Regions from separate parts of the Mus musculus genome. Here region 2 is linked to region 1. Evidence: chromatin contacts called from public HiChIP or PLAC-seq data. All regions are on one chromosome and are shown on one strand. Each heading gives the region's core, a stretch centred on a gene start, on an enhancer-like site or on the middle of the called end of the contact. The rest is flanking DNA. Distances are from core to core; before and after follow the strand shown. Region 1 holds the start of Igfbp3 (insulin-like growth factor binding protein 3). Region 2 has its middle 37 kb from the start of Gm36720.

Region 1 (6,142 bases), core at 1,359-3,858:
TTCCTGTCACCACCTGTCCCTGGAGGGAATTCTCAAGCTTTAGGCTGAGTCACACTGAGTCCTGGAAACAAAGATCTTCAGCATCACCTGCCCCTGGGAGTCTGCACCTTCTAACCAAAGGCTAGGAATGGTCAGTAGGAATGACAGCCACGCCAGTCACATTCTGAGAGATATCTGGAGCCTGCTGTCCACAGTGCTAAGGTCTTGAGGCTCTCTGCTTGCTTGGCCAGCCCTGAGCAGAAGAGGAAAGACCGATATGGTAGACAAAGGTGAGATTCCTGCCCACTCTCATTATTCACAGTTGAATGCCCAGTACCATCCCAGGGGAGCAACACATCTCTGTACATGCTACACTCATAACCACAAACACCAGTTTTAAAGTTTGACATAATTAGCCAGCATGTCAACATAAAATTACATTTTCTCCCATCCAAATCCTTCTTGAAATAATCATTTGGGTGGAGGGAAAGGGTGCCCTGAAGTTTTGTCAAAAGAAAACAGCTAAAGGTTAAAACAAAATTCCCCTCATGTCAGTGCCATGGATGTACTTGGCTGGTGCAAGATTTCATGATAAATGAGATGACAGTCGATATAAAACACTTAACCAATCCTGTGCAATCTCGAAGATGCCAGTAAACTCGGGTGGAGGCCTGGCGCTTTGGCGCCCCCTAGGAGTCCCGGGTGGAGCAAGCGCCCATTTCTCAAACTGCAAAGGAAGAATGGAAGAACTCAGTTTATTGTGAAGAGAACCAAGTTGATTTCTCTTTTCCAAGAAGCCATTCACTCTAGGCGTCCCCTGTCTCCTTGCCTGATGATAAATCTGGGTAAAAGTGCTGGACTGCTTCTGTGGGTAACATTGTATCGAACAGAGAGAAGGCCTGCCACATCTAGAATCACTTTTGATACTAAACCTTGTTCTAATTTTGGAGTCAAGGTCTCTGTGGTTATTTAAAGAACAAGTGTAACCCTAGGGGATTTTTTTCTTTCAATTTTCCAATGAAGTCAGAGGCCCTGTTCTTCAGCGTTAGTACATAGGGAAAAAAGAAGGAACAACTGGGACACTTTCTGGTAGACTGTGTTAACTCTAGCCACGACCTAAACTCTATGAGGAAGGAATAATGCAAAAACTGGGGGTGCTGTGTCTTGGCAGCTCTGGCCTTCACGGGTCTCATATTTTTTTCTTTGTAAAGGTCCAAAATTTTATCATTCTTATTTATAGTATCAAATAAGGGAGAACTAAATTTTACTAAAATTAAGACATAATTTTTTTAAAGGGGATATAAATTTGTAGAGAGAGCCACAGATACAGGGAGATGTAAAGACACACGGGTGGATGAATGTCCACTTCACCAGATAAGATATACATGATAGACGGAGGGATATGTGGGGGAAGTCGTCTTAATTTGCTTCCTGCATAAAATTGCACAGATCTCCCCAAAGACAATCTCCCCAGCCTATGGTAAACAACTCAAGAGTATCCAGGAAAGTCTCCTTCCAAGTCGGTCTCTCAAGTTCCCACCACTCATCCACGAATTGTTTTAAATAAATAAATAAACCGCGAAGTCTGTCGATTCAATTCTGGACCACCAGCGTCCTCTGTTGGTCACCTATAGGAGGAGCGTGCAGACTTTGGAGAGACTCGTACAAAAGAACTCAATAGCTGCGCTATTGCGCCTGGATTTCAAGTCAGAATGAACGGATTAGCAAGAACTCCAGTCTGCACTGGAGCACATCAGAAGTTGGTATAGGGGTCCAACGATGACTAAAACTCGTTGTGAACAGTATTCATTTTAAGGGCTGCTTGGCTACTAATCATGCATGCTTCAGTGTCTCAGTAGTTATTTTAACGCAGATGCGTCCGCTAAAAAGATTCTCCCAAACAAGAACTAGAGGAACTTCTCATCTTTAAAAAGAAAAAAACTGTCCTCACTCCTATCTGGGAAAGTGCAACGACGTATTTGAGTATTTTGAGTCCCTACCTCCTTGAAAAGCAAATCCTTTGCGCCCATAGCTGTCAGCGTGAGGTTGTGCGGTGCTGAGACTCTGGGAGCTAAAGTGGCCCGTGGTGCAGATTTAAACCTCGAGCTCTAAGGTTCTCCAGACCTCAAAGTGATCTGCGCGTTCTCGCTGGGAAATGCCTAATACAGCATACCCTACACGAGGAATTCCATTGCGGGAACTTTACAAAGTACACAGGCGCTGAATGGGTCCGGGCCAGCTTCCCAAACATAAACCATCCCTGGAAAGGCCAGCTTAGCCAGCCATCCAGGGGGAGGGGCTATAGGGTCCGGGACGCCAAATTGGCTGGGAGTCATTGAAGGAAGAGAAGACCAGAGTCCCTGGAGTGGCTGGGACTCTAGAGACGCAAGGTGGCCTGGAGCGCCTGTGGTTACCCGTGAAGAGGTGGCCCTGATACAGGGCGTGCGCACAGAGAGCAGGTGCCCGGTGAAGACGCGCGCAGCGCGCCCCCGTCCTCGTTCCCGCTTCGTCGGGAGGCGCGGGCCCCGGAGCGGAGCCTGCGCCGGCCCACCCCCCACCCTCGCCGTTCCGGGGCGTGTCCTCCGCCACCCCGGCTTCTATATATCGGCCTGCGCGCCCGGGCTGCCCAGATGCGAGCTTAGAGCGGCGACTGGGCGCTGAGGACCTGCTTGCTCGCTGCTCCCATCCCGCCGCCTCATCCCGCCGCCTCATCCCGCGTGCTCCACTCCGCTCCCCTCCACCGAGCCGTCCACCCGGCGCCATGCATCCCGCGCGCCCCGCGCTCTGGGCGGCTGCGCTCACTGCCCTCACTCTGCTCCGCGGACCGCCGGTGGCGCGAGCTGGCGCGGGCGCGGTGGGCGCGGGCCCCGTGGTGCGCTGCGAACCGTGCGACGCGCGTGCGCTGTCCCAGTGCGCGCCTCCGCCCACCGCGCCCGCGTGCACGGAGCTGGTGCGAGAGCCCGGCTGCGGCTGCTGCCTGACTTGCGCGCTGCGCGAAGGCGACGCGTGCGGCGTCTACACGGAGCGCTGTGGCACCGGCCTCCGCTGCCAGCCGCGGCCCGCGGAGCAGTACCCGCTGAGGGCGCTGCTGAATGGCCGCGGGTTCTGCGCCAACGCCAGCGCTGCAGGCAGCCTAAGCACCTACCTCCCCTCCCAACCTGCTCCAGGTAAGCTGTCCCTGCCACGTGCGCCACGCGCAACTCCCTGGGACCCGACGAGGGTGGCAGGGAGTGTATCTTCAGATGTTTGTCTTGGCTCATATTGAAGGTTGGAAAATGGACCCTGGGAGGCGGAGTGAGGCACTGAACCCATTTTTCCTCTTGCTTGGTTCTCAAAGTACAGCTTTTCTTATAAGTTGCAAAATGCGCTCTGTGAAAATAGGTAGAATTCAGTGCCAGGACGAGCGGGTAGCAAGGGAGACTGCCAGTGGACAGATCCCAGTCACTGGAGAGTCTCCTCGCTGAGCGGGGATACCCAGGTTTAGGTCTGTGTAACCCAGCTGTTGACCTGGGTTTTCATTCCTCATAAATTGGGAAGGAGCGCGTCTATCCCAGGGAAGCTTGAGTGTAGGAATCCCGGGTTGGATCCGGACCATGAAGGTATTTGCAGGCAGCCACGCTGTTGGAAACAGTACCTGTCTTGAAACATCCTATCATTTGCACGGGCTAATTGGCAACGCAGGATTGTGTCCCAATTTATCCAAAAACTAACGAGATGAAATTAAGAGCACTGGTGTCTTTGAAACTGTGAAACCTAAAGTTCAAAACTGCTCAGTGTCACCAGGAGCTGCAAAAAGGTTTGAGCCCGGTTCGGGCCCCATAGGCGCCATCCTATGCTCTGCAGCAGCGCCTTCCAGATTCAGAGACTGCATTTGGTGCAGAGGATGCAGACTCAGGCCGGTTCCCTGCCAAAGCAGAGACTAGAAATGCGAAGTACGACCCAGGAATGTTACTCTTTCTAATTCGACCTAGGTGCAGCAGCAGCAGCAGTGGGGACAGCGACAGCGCCAATGAGAAAAATGCAAACGTTTAACAGTTACCTCTCCTGCTGCAAGCCCTACCAAGCAGGCAGTCACTCTAAGGGCATCCTTCGTTCCTTTAAGGAAAAAACAAAACAAAACAGAAACATTTAAATGGATTTGGCAGCTGTTGCTCTAAATGGCCAGCATTCTTAGCTGTTGCTCTAAATGGCCAGCATTCCTAGCCAGTCTCGCTTAGTTATGTGAGTCAAGTTCTTGCCCTGAACATCTGAAGGCTAGAATTCTCCGGTTTCCCACACCAGGCTGGCAGATGGTGCAGATCGAGCCCCCAGGACCAGGGCTAGCTGGGTAGAGAGTCTCTTTATGATTTCTGTGGCTGCTGACCTACACTCCCGGGTACAGGCAAGTCCTGGTATGTTCATCCCCGAGAAGCATTGGATTCCTGGCAAAGCAAGATTCCAGTTGTTTCGCTGACTCAGACAAAGGCAAAATCATGCCATTTGCCTGTGTGTCTTTAACTTCTAGTGCGTTCTGTGGTATACCAAAAGCAATCTTAAGAAATACTAGCATTGCTATTTTGAGTTAAGCCTTAATGACCTCTATTAATAATCACCATTGAACACTGTAGTAAAAATTGATGTGAGCTTTAATTACAAAAGAGTTTGGAGGCTTCAATATCCATTGAAGGAAAAAATATAGTTCTGTGACACAATTCACAATTCCCTATTTAATAGTTCTATTGTAGTCAGCTATCTAAGGAGAACAAAGAGAAGGAAAAAAGGGACGTTTAAGAAATTACTCAGCTTCTTGGAAGATAAATACAAATACAATCATTTACATATTAGCATTTCCTTTGTCCCTGTACTTTCAAAAAAAAAAAAACCCACAAAGATTCAAGCAAATTGAAACCAAGTCTACAAATTGAATCATGGCTCTCCTCCGCCAGGTGCTAGTCTAGACCCGAGGAATTTTGCTTGCGGGGGCAAGAGGTCATTGAGGGTTTGCAGCCGAGTCTCAGGGAGCCGTTTGGTAGATGAGAAACTCAGGCTCCTTGGGCAAGAGGGCCTTCTGGGATCCTGCACGCCAGTTCCTCTGAGAGATGGGAGAAGCTGCGACCTCCGACGGTTTCTAGCAAACGAAGCATTAGCTCTTGGCCAGAGGCCCAGAGCTTCCTCGTGGGCAGGATGCCTCAGCCTGGCATTTCCTGAGAGGCCAAATCAAAAAAGAGAGGCCAGCTGGGGCCCTGAACTTTGCACCCAGACAGAATAAATTCAGAACCAGATGCCAACTGGGACTCCATGCTCAGAAAGCTATTAAAGCCCCTTTGTCAGGAGGGAAGGAATTCTATGGTCATGATCTGAAGCTTAAACCTAAAGCTGTAAAGCTCAGAGTTGAGAGTTGGGGGCCAATTATCTGGCCTTGGGTCCCCCCTGGGGCGGGGGGGATATCTTACTGCAAATGGAGTGGTCAGCCACAAATTTAGTCACATACTTAGATTCAATTAATCTGTTCACCTTCCAGCGTTCCTATCAGTTAGGACCGGCTCCCTTAGCACCTTGGGTTATGAAAGCTAGGAGGCTTTTCTTCCCGCCTCCCCTCTCCCCATCTTCAAGGATTGAATACACTTTAGCACCTAGAGGTCTAAGCTGTGGGTGATACGTTGGTGCTATCTGTATTCTGTGTGCTCCACTGCTGAAGGGGGAGAGGGTGCACCCAAGAAGATGCCCCTCCCACCCAAAACACAGACTCCACATGGACCTTGAAGTTGAAAGATGTACAAGCTCCTCAGAAATAAACTTCTCTAGCATGCCTGCTTATGGGTCCCAGAAGTGAGATATTTAACATGAAACCAGAGCAGGCGGATGACAGAATCCCCAGAACGGTGTGCTGTTGACAATGGGTAGAGAATGAAATATACTTTTCCCACACACCCCTCACCACCCCCACCCCCACCTCCCAACAGCTGTGCCCAGGGCTGAAGCACATTTGGAGTCCTGTTTTCTGGTCAGCTTCACAGCAGCATCCCATGGGGCGTGACTGCCCCCTGCTGGTAGCAGGCGGAGCCTGCTGCTTTCTCCTCTATGGAAGGGCTTGGAGCTAGCTGTCTCATAAACACATTCCACAGAGTGACTTTCAAATTGATGGCTTCCTAAAGTAAAGCAGTCACCGTGCATCAGGCGGTAT
Region 2 (6,142 bases), core at 1,138-3,637, 250 kb before region 1:
CTGAATCTAGAGGCAAAGTCCTGAGTTCTCATAACGGTTTGAAGTCTCTTTCTCCAAAATGATTTTTCTTTTGAGGAAATCAAGACAAGAAATAGACTTCTTTGCAGTTTTAGCCATATCTTCCTGCCCTCCTCTGATGAACTCTTCAGTCCTGCAGGCTCACACCTGAGGCTCCTTTACCTACCTGGCTTCCTTCTCTCCATCTTCTACCAAGGGAGGGCTTGCTTAGCCTCTGTAGAGACAGCTGAAGTTCCGAGGCTTCTTGTAGACGCAGAGGCTATGAACATGGAACCTTGAGAACATAGAATTGGGGGCATCATTGCTAGCACCCTGGCACTCAGGTGGGAGGAGAAGATTTGTGGGCACCTTGGTGGCCTCTGGGGATGCTGTTTTCCTTCAGTACAGGAGTTACCCACTGATAATGATGCTGAATTACTTCCATAGTCTTATTTCTACTTTTGATCTTAGGGAATCTTCACTAATTTTACAGCCCAGATATGTGAAGAGAGGGAAAGACATAGAGACGGAGACAGAGCGAGACAGACAGAAACAGAGAGATATTAGTTAGCTGAGCTTCTCCAACCATATTCAGGTAGAGTTTCTGCTCAGAGGCCACTGTTGGCCCTTAACTACACAGTTGGTCATCACGGGTCCACAATCACCACCTTCCTACACTCCACCACTTACCTATGTAGTTACCTGATGGGAAGCAAGACTTTGAGGATTGATGTGAAACACGGTCAACCTCATTTTGAGCTCACCCAGACACCATGACCTTACGCCAGCTGTTAGAGTCAGCTGCTGCAAGTGGACAGCTGCACCACAGCAACTCTGTCTTTCTCTGAGACCCCCGAGGTAAAGTGCTGTTCTGAACACATCTGAAGGACAAAAACTTCACAGGGAATGAGAGATGGAGCATATAAACCCTACTGGGCTTAATCTACTCTCTTTAAATCAGTAAACAATTAACCAGAGACACAGTGAAGCTTTGAGTTGCACACCCCTTTCTTATGCCTGCTGTACATATTACTCCTCTTGCCAGGTGCATCACTAAACAAAGCCCTGCGTCATCGCAGGTGTCAATTCTAGGAAAAGAACTGATGCTTCACCGCAGGATGGACTGACTCAGCAGGAAGTTCATGTAGCCCTTACTCCTTCAGCTCTTGGGAAACAATACCTTGTGCAGGGAGATCCAACATTTAAGTGTGGTGGGAAACCTGGTATGTTTTTCAACTCATGCAGAATGGGAGGAGAAGACTAAAGAGTGGTTGGAAAAGTGACATCTCAGAATGCTCAATGCACTAAGATGCCCGTTTCCATCCTGCCTTCAACCTGTGGGCTCACCTTGGAAGCTGGATAAATAATGCCCTGCCGGACCCAGGATTCGGAAGCAGAGCATACAGCACGATTTCTCCGAGCCCTCTCTCTGTCTTGGTGTCCAAGTATTTCAGTAGTAACAATAAAATTCACATTCTGAGCCTCAGATCATTGATACAGTGCTAAAATTATGAAAACATCTTCTAAGAATAGTGAGCTGGAAGGTTCTAATTAGTGGCGGGAGAACTGTTCTAAATTAAAACCTGGCATTTTTGGAGGGGAAAAACAACAATTGCAGCAGATGAGTGAAACATGTTCATTAAGTATGAGGCAATGGAAATGTTGGCATAGCAGCTAGAGAAAGGCGACTTCCTTAGAGAGCAGCAAGAAGCTCAGAGTCATACACACAAAGCCCTTGTTTCCCACGCATGAGACTCCTGAGAGTTCCTGAGAAAATGATCAGGACACAAAACCCCCAAAAGGGTGCTAAGCTTAGCAGTGTGCATTTATGCAACCCCTCAACAGCAAAGCCAGTGAAGAGTACCACGAAGGGTGCAAACAGTCACAGTGAGTGGCACCGCAGAAGAAAAGGGTGCTCCCAGACCAGTGATGATGAAGTGAAGTCACCAGTGTAGTCACATCATGTGACCTAAAGAACAGTGACTGGCAATGTGCATATGACTACAGAACCATCTGATGGGTAGAGCCTGACTCACCTGGACGCTGACAGCTGTCCATCATGACAACCAGACACATGTGCCTTTGGGGAGAGTACTGCACTATTTCCTCTGACACCCCTGCCATAAGGATTTCTTTGATCTGAAGGAAAGTTTAGATTGCTCAAGCCTGAAATTTCCTTATAAGTACAATTTCTGGACAGACCCAGCAAAGTAGCCTCTTCCCTGGGCTTTCAAATTCCTTTTCTCTGTCTACTATTTTCTCCCCCAAATTCTCTTTTTCAAGATTTAATTGAAGAACTAGGCGTTGCTCCATTGTCTATAAGCGCACCCCAGTGTTATACAGGAACATCTAAATGGCACAGTCAATGTGTTAGAGGCAAGTAGGTCCTTGGGCCACAACTCTGGCTCCTCACTCAGGGTGTGACCCAATTAAAAGGTTACTTAACCCTCTGGGCACTTTAGTTTCATTTAAAAAATACATTGATAACAATGTATTGTTCATAAAGGTTGAGGCAATCTTAATTAAGAAAGATGCATTTGAGGGCGGACTGATGATCATTATCATTAGACTGGAAGCAGATGGTAGATTCTAGTTCTCTTCAGTGGCTCAGAGCTTTTATGTAGAAATCTGCGCACAGCCGAAGGAAGTGGCCAGTTAAAAACAGGAGGACAGTTGGGAGTTTGTCTCCAACTGGCACAAAAGAATGATTCGCTTCTTCTCTGACTTCTGCTGCATTAATTAGATTATTTGAGCCACCAAAAAGAATACCATCCTCTCAATGAATGGGACTCATTCAGAGGGAAAGACAGAGGTGGGGGAAGTCTCAGCCTGCCCCCACTGTCTGTGGGGAACCTCGGGAGTCTACTTGGAGACAGTGCTTTGGCACAGAAAGATGGAGCTTTGGGCCAGCACACAGGTACTCAGCTATGGTTTCTAAGCTGAAGAAAACTCACAAACCCAGACAATCCTGTGTCACTGAATGGGAATATGTGATAATTAAAAAAAAAAGTACATTCATGTTATGTCACTCGTGGAACAAGGGCCTATAGATAGAGAACACAGCTCATTCGAGTGCAATCAGAGGCTGAACTTATCACAGATATAGACAGAAGAGGTCAGGGTGGGAGAAGACAGGGATGGGTACCCTTGTGTGCCCTATAACCTCATGGTAAGTTGGGTGTCTTAACACATAAGAGAATGGACCTAGTCAACACCACCACATAGAGAAAGGTCCAGAAAAGAGACATAGAGACATCCTAGCTCATGACTTCCTTACCTTGCTGATGTGTGTTCAGATGTTAAAGACAGTTAAAAGATCCATGCATTGCTGGGGAGCCTGAAAGTAACTAGCCAAAACCAATCATTTGGTCCCTGTCTGTCAGACTTATTTCTGATTGAAGGCTGGCCCAAGCTTCCCAAGGTTTTTCCTATGCCAGAAAATCAACGGGAGCTCCCACTGCAGCTGGGCACTGCAGATTCCCCTGGGAAGCCCAGGAGTAGAGGGGAGGTGTGCTTTGCCTCTTGATCCCACAGGCCAGAGTCTAAATTATGCAATAGGGTGTCTGGACTTGGCATCCATGAATGGGCCTTTATTTCTCCAGAGGCCCTGGTCCCCACCACATATTGTTGGCTCACTAGGTACAGAGGTGGGAAAGGTCAAGGCTGTCAGCTCTTGGATATGCCCCTCTTACCTGCAGGGAGACAAAAGCTTCCTTTCTGTTATCCTCTTATGTAAGACTGCTAGCTAGCTCAGGACATTCATGGAAAGGTCCAATAAGAAGTCTCACTTAGCCAAGGGCCTCTGTCTGGGAACAATGCTGTGGTGGGATTGCATTTGTTAGGGAAGATAAGATGCTGGAATCTATTTAGAATCCCTTGTCCTGACCCTGACGTCATCCTTCTCTGTGGCAGTTAGGTAGGCAGCATTGTCCTGTGAGAGTCCCAGTGGGCGTTGTCTGGGTATGATGTCTGTGGACTCCCAGATCTCCTTTTGTGACTTTGAGGCCATTTTCCCACATCTTACATAAAAATAGTTGGCCTACTCATGAGAGGAAACCACAGTCCACACAATGAGGGATGCTCCCCCAATCTTGACTCCCAAACCGAGGGCTGTTCCTCTGGAGGCTGTCTTCAGAAGACCAGTGACAATCACTTTACAAGCAAAGGCCAATACTCCTGGACTTGCCTGTAGAAGTTCCAGTGGTGGGGGCAGGGTGTGATAGTGGTCCAGACTCTGTTGAAGATAGCTGCTGAGGGTGAGTGTGAGCTGGGAGCAACCTGATGGAAGGGACGGAATTAGTTCTTTCTCCCTCCCAAGTCCACAAACTTGGGTTCAGTCCTTTGACCTCAGGCCTGAACGTCAATGCTTTCACATACAAGGGAAGTTTGCATGCCACCCAGGCCATGTGCAAAGATGCTCTTAGATCTAAAGAACAGGTGTGAGGAGAACACAAAACAAAGTATCAACATCATGAGCAACACAAGCCAAACCAAGTTAAATGTATTTGGGCATTCAATGGAACCCACAGACCCGAGGGGATATTGAATTCTTTTTAAATGTAGCCTTCCCCAGGAGGTGAGGGGAGAATATCTTCTCAAATCAATCTTCGAGCCAACAGAATGAGAAATGGGTCACACAGAGACAGGGAGGAAGCATTGTGGAGGATTGAATGAGAAATATTATCCCCCACATCTGTCTGGGACATCCGAGCACTTGTTCTCCAGTTATTAGCATTGATTGACAACGTTTAGGTGCTGTAGCCTTGTTGAAGGAAGAATGCCACTGAGGGCAGACTTTTGAGACTAAGTGTCTCTGCCATTTACAGTTTTCTCTCTATGCTCTGTGCATGTGGTTGAAGAATGAGCTCCAGCTTCCTGGGCCAGCAGTCATGCCTGCTCTCTCTACTACATTTCACCATGATGGATATTGCCCCTCTGTAACTGTAAGCCCAAATCAACTCTTTCATCTATAAGTTCCCTTGGTCATGGTGTAAAGTAACTAATACAGGCACAGAGCAGTAGCTGGTGCTAGTAGTAGGACACAAGCTGGCATGGGATAATGGCCAGAGTGTCCAAACACAAAGAAGGAAAGAGAAGCAGAAGGCTCAGATCTGCACTCAGGTGAATAGAACTCATGTTCTGACAGAACAAGACAAGGATGTAGCTGAAAGAAGACCCCAGTAGAAATATTTGAGTCTTAGGAGATGCCTACACAATAACTTGCGGTGAGGGGTTGTCGTACTTAGGGTTTTACTGCTGTGACACCAGGACCACAGCAACTCTTATAAAGACAACATTTAATTTTGGCAGGCTTAAGGCTTCAAGAGTTTCAGTCTATTATCATCAAGACGGGAGCATGGCAGCATCTAGGCAGGCATGGAACAAGAGGTGCTGTGAGTTCAACATCTTCATCTAAAGGCTGCTAGGAGAAGACTGGCTTCCAGGAAGCTAGGATGGGGTTCTTAAAGCCCACACCCAAAGTGACACACTTATCCAACAAGGACACATGTCCTAATAGTGCCACTCCCTGAACTAAGCATATACAAACCATCCCAGTGGTCATGGCCCTCTGGGCATATAGCACTAAAGCCTGAATGGTCATAGTGTCATTCAGATTTCTTTGAGTCCCTTGGGCCACTCAAAGGGTTCCTTCCTCAACTGGCCTGGCACATTTGAAGATGTATTTCTACTTACTGGTATGTAAGAAGTTACCTAGTGTTAGTGGCAGAGGATGACAGAAACACTTCAGATCCCATTTTGGCCTGCTGCTTTCTTTGAGCTTTTGCACATGATGGATGAGATAGTGTGTAAAAATAAAATAATAACATGGGTGCATTCTTTGGAAAGCCATTGACTGAGAATCACAGAACCTATGATCAGGGATCCGAGCTTCCTTGTAAGCTCCAAAGAGGCAGGTGACGAAGTGGCCCCAGTCTGAAGCATCCTGAAAACACAGCTGTGATTGTGATGTGGCTCAAGCATCCCATGGACAAGGGATGAGGATAAAAGGAAGTGTGGAATGACATCATTCTCTCCTTCTATCAGGAGAAATGTTGAGGTAAGAAAAATGTGCTGAAGTTTCATTCTGAGCTGTCATTTCATTTCCTTCTGACACAAGCCATGTCCTTTCGCCTGATGGTGATGA

The links. HiChIP or PLAC-seq counts read pairs in DNA pulled down with a chosen protein or histone mark.
Region 2: a contact with region 1 is called in an H3K4me3 HiChIP or PLAC-seq map of neural progenitor cells, with 16 times the contacts expected there. The contact joins the enhancer-like site here to the promoter of Igfbp3 in region 1. A contact is called at or near these places in 15 of 39 promoter capture datasets (the 3T3-L1 cell line, 3T3-L1-derived adipocytes, Sertoli cells and 9 more), 17 of 484 Hi-C or Micro-C datasets (the AML12 cell line, the HL-1 cell line, the HPC-7 cell line and 8 more), 9 of 115 datasets of contacts at active chromatin or transcription factors (craniofacial prominence, embryonic forebrain, embryonic stem cells and 4 more) and 2 of 9 other capture datasets (adipose tissue and liver).

What each region holds. Positions count from the first base shown.
Region 1 is chr11:7,210,389-7,216,530 of GRCm38.p6, reverse strand. It overlaps Igfbp3 (insulin-like growth factor binding protein 3), which reads left to right and starts at 2,608. Exons shown (of 5, transcript NM_008343.2): 1 at 2,608-3,146. The coding sequence starts at 2,741.
Region 2 is chr11:7,463,141-7,469,282 of GRCm38.p6, reverse strand. No RefSeq gene overlaps it. Among named protein-coding and RNA genes, the nearest start is that of Gm36720, 37 kb to the right of the region's middle. Within about 2 kb of position 2,387, at least 13 of the 459 cell types and tissues checked have an H3K27ac peak or open chromatin away from gene starts, as enhancers often do. A contact at or near this core is called in neural progenitor cells, oligodendrocyte precursor cells and stem cell-derived neural progenitor cells, where this site is marked.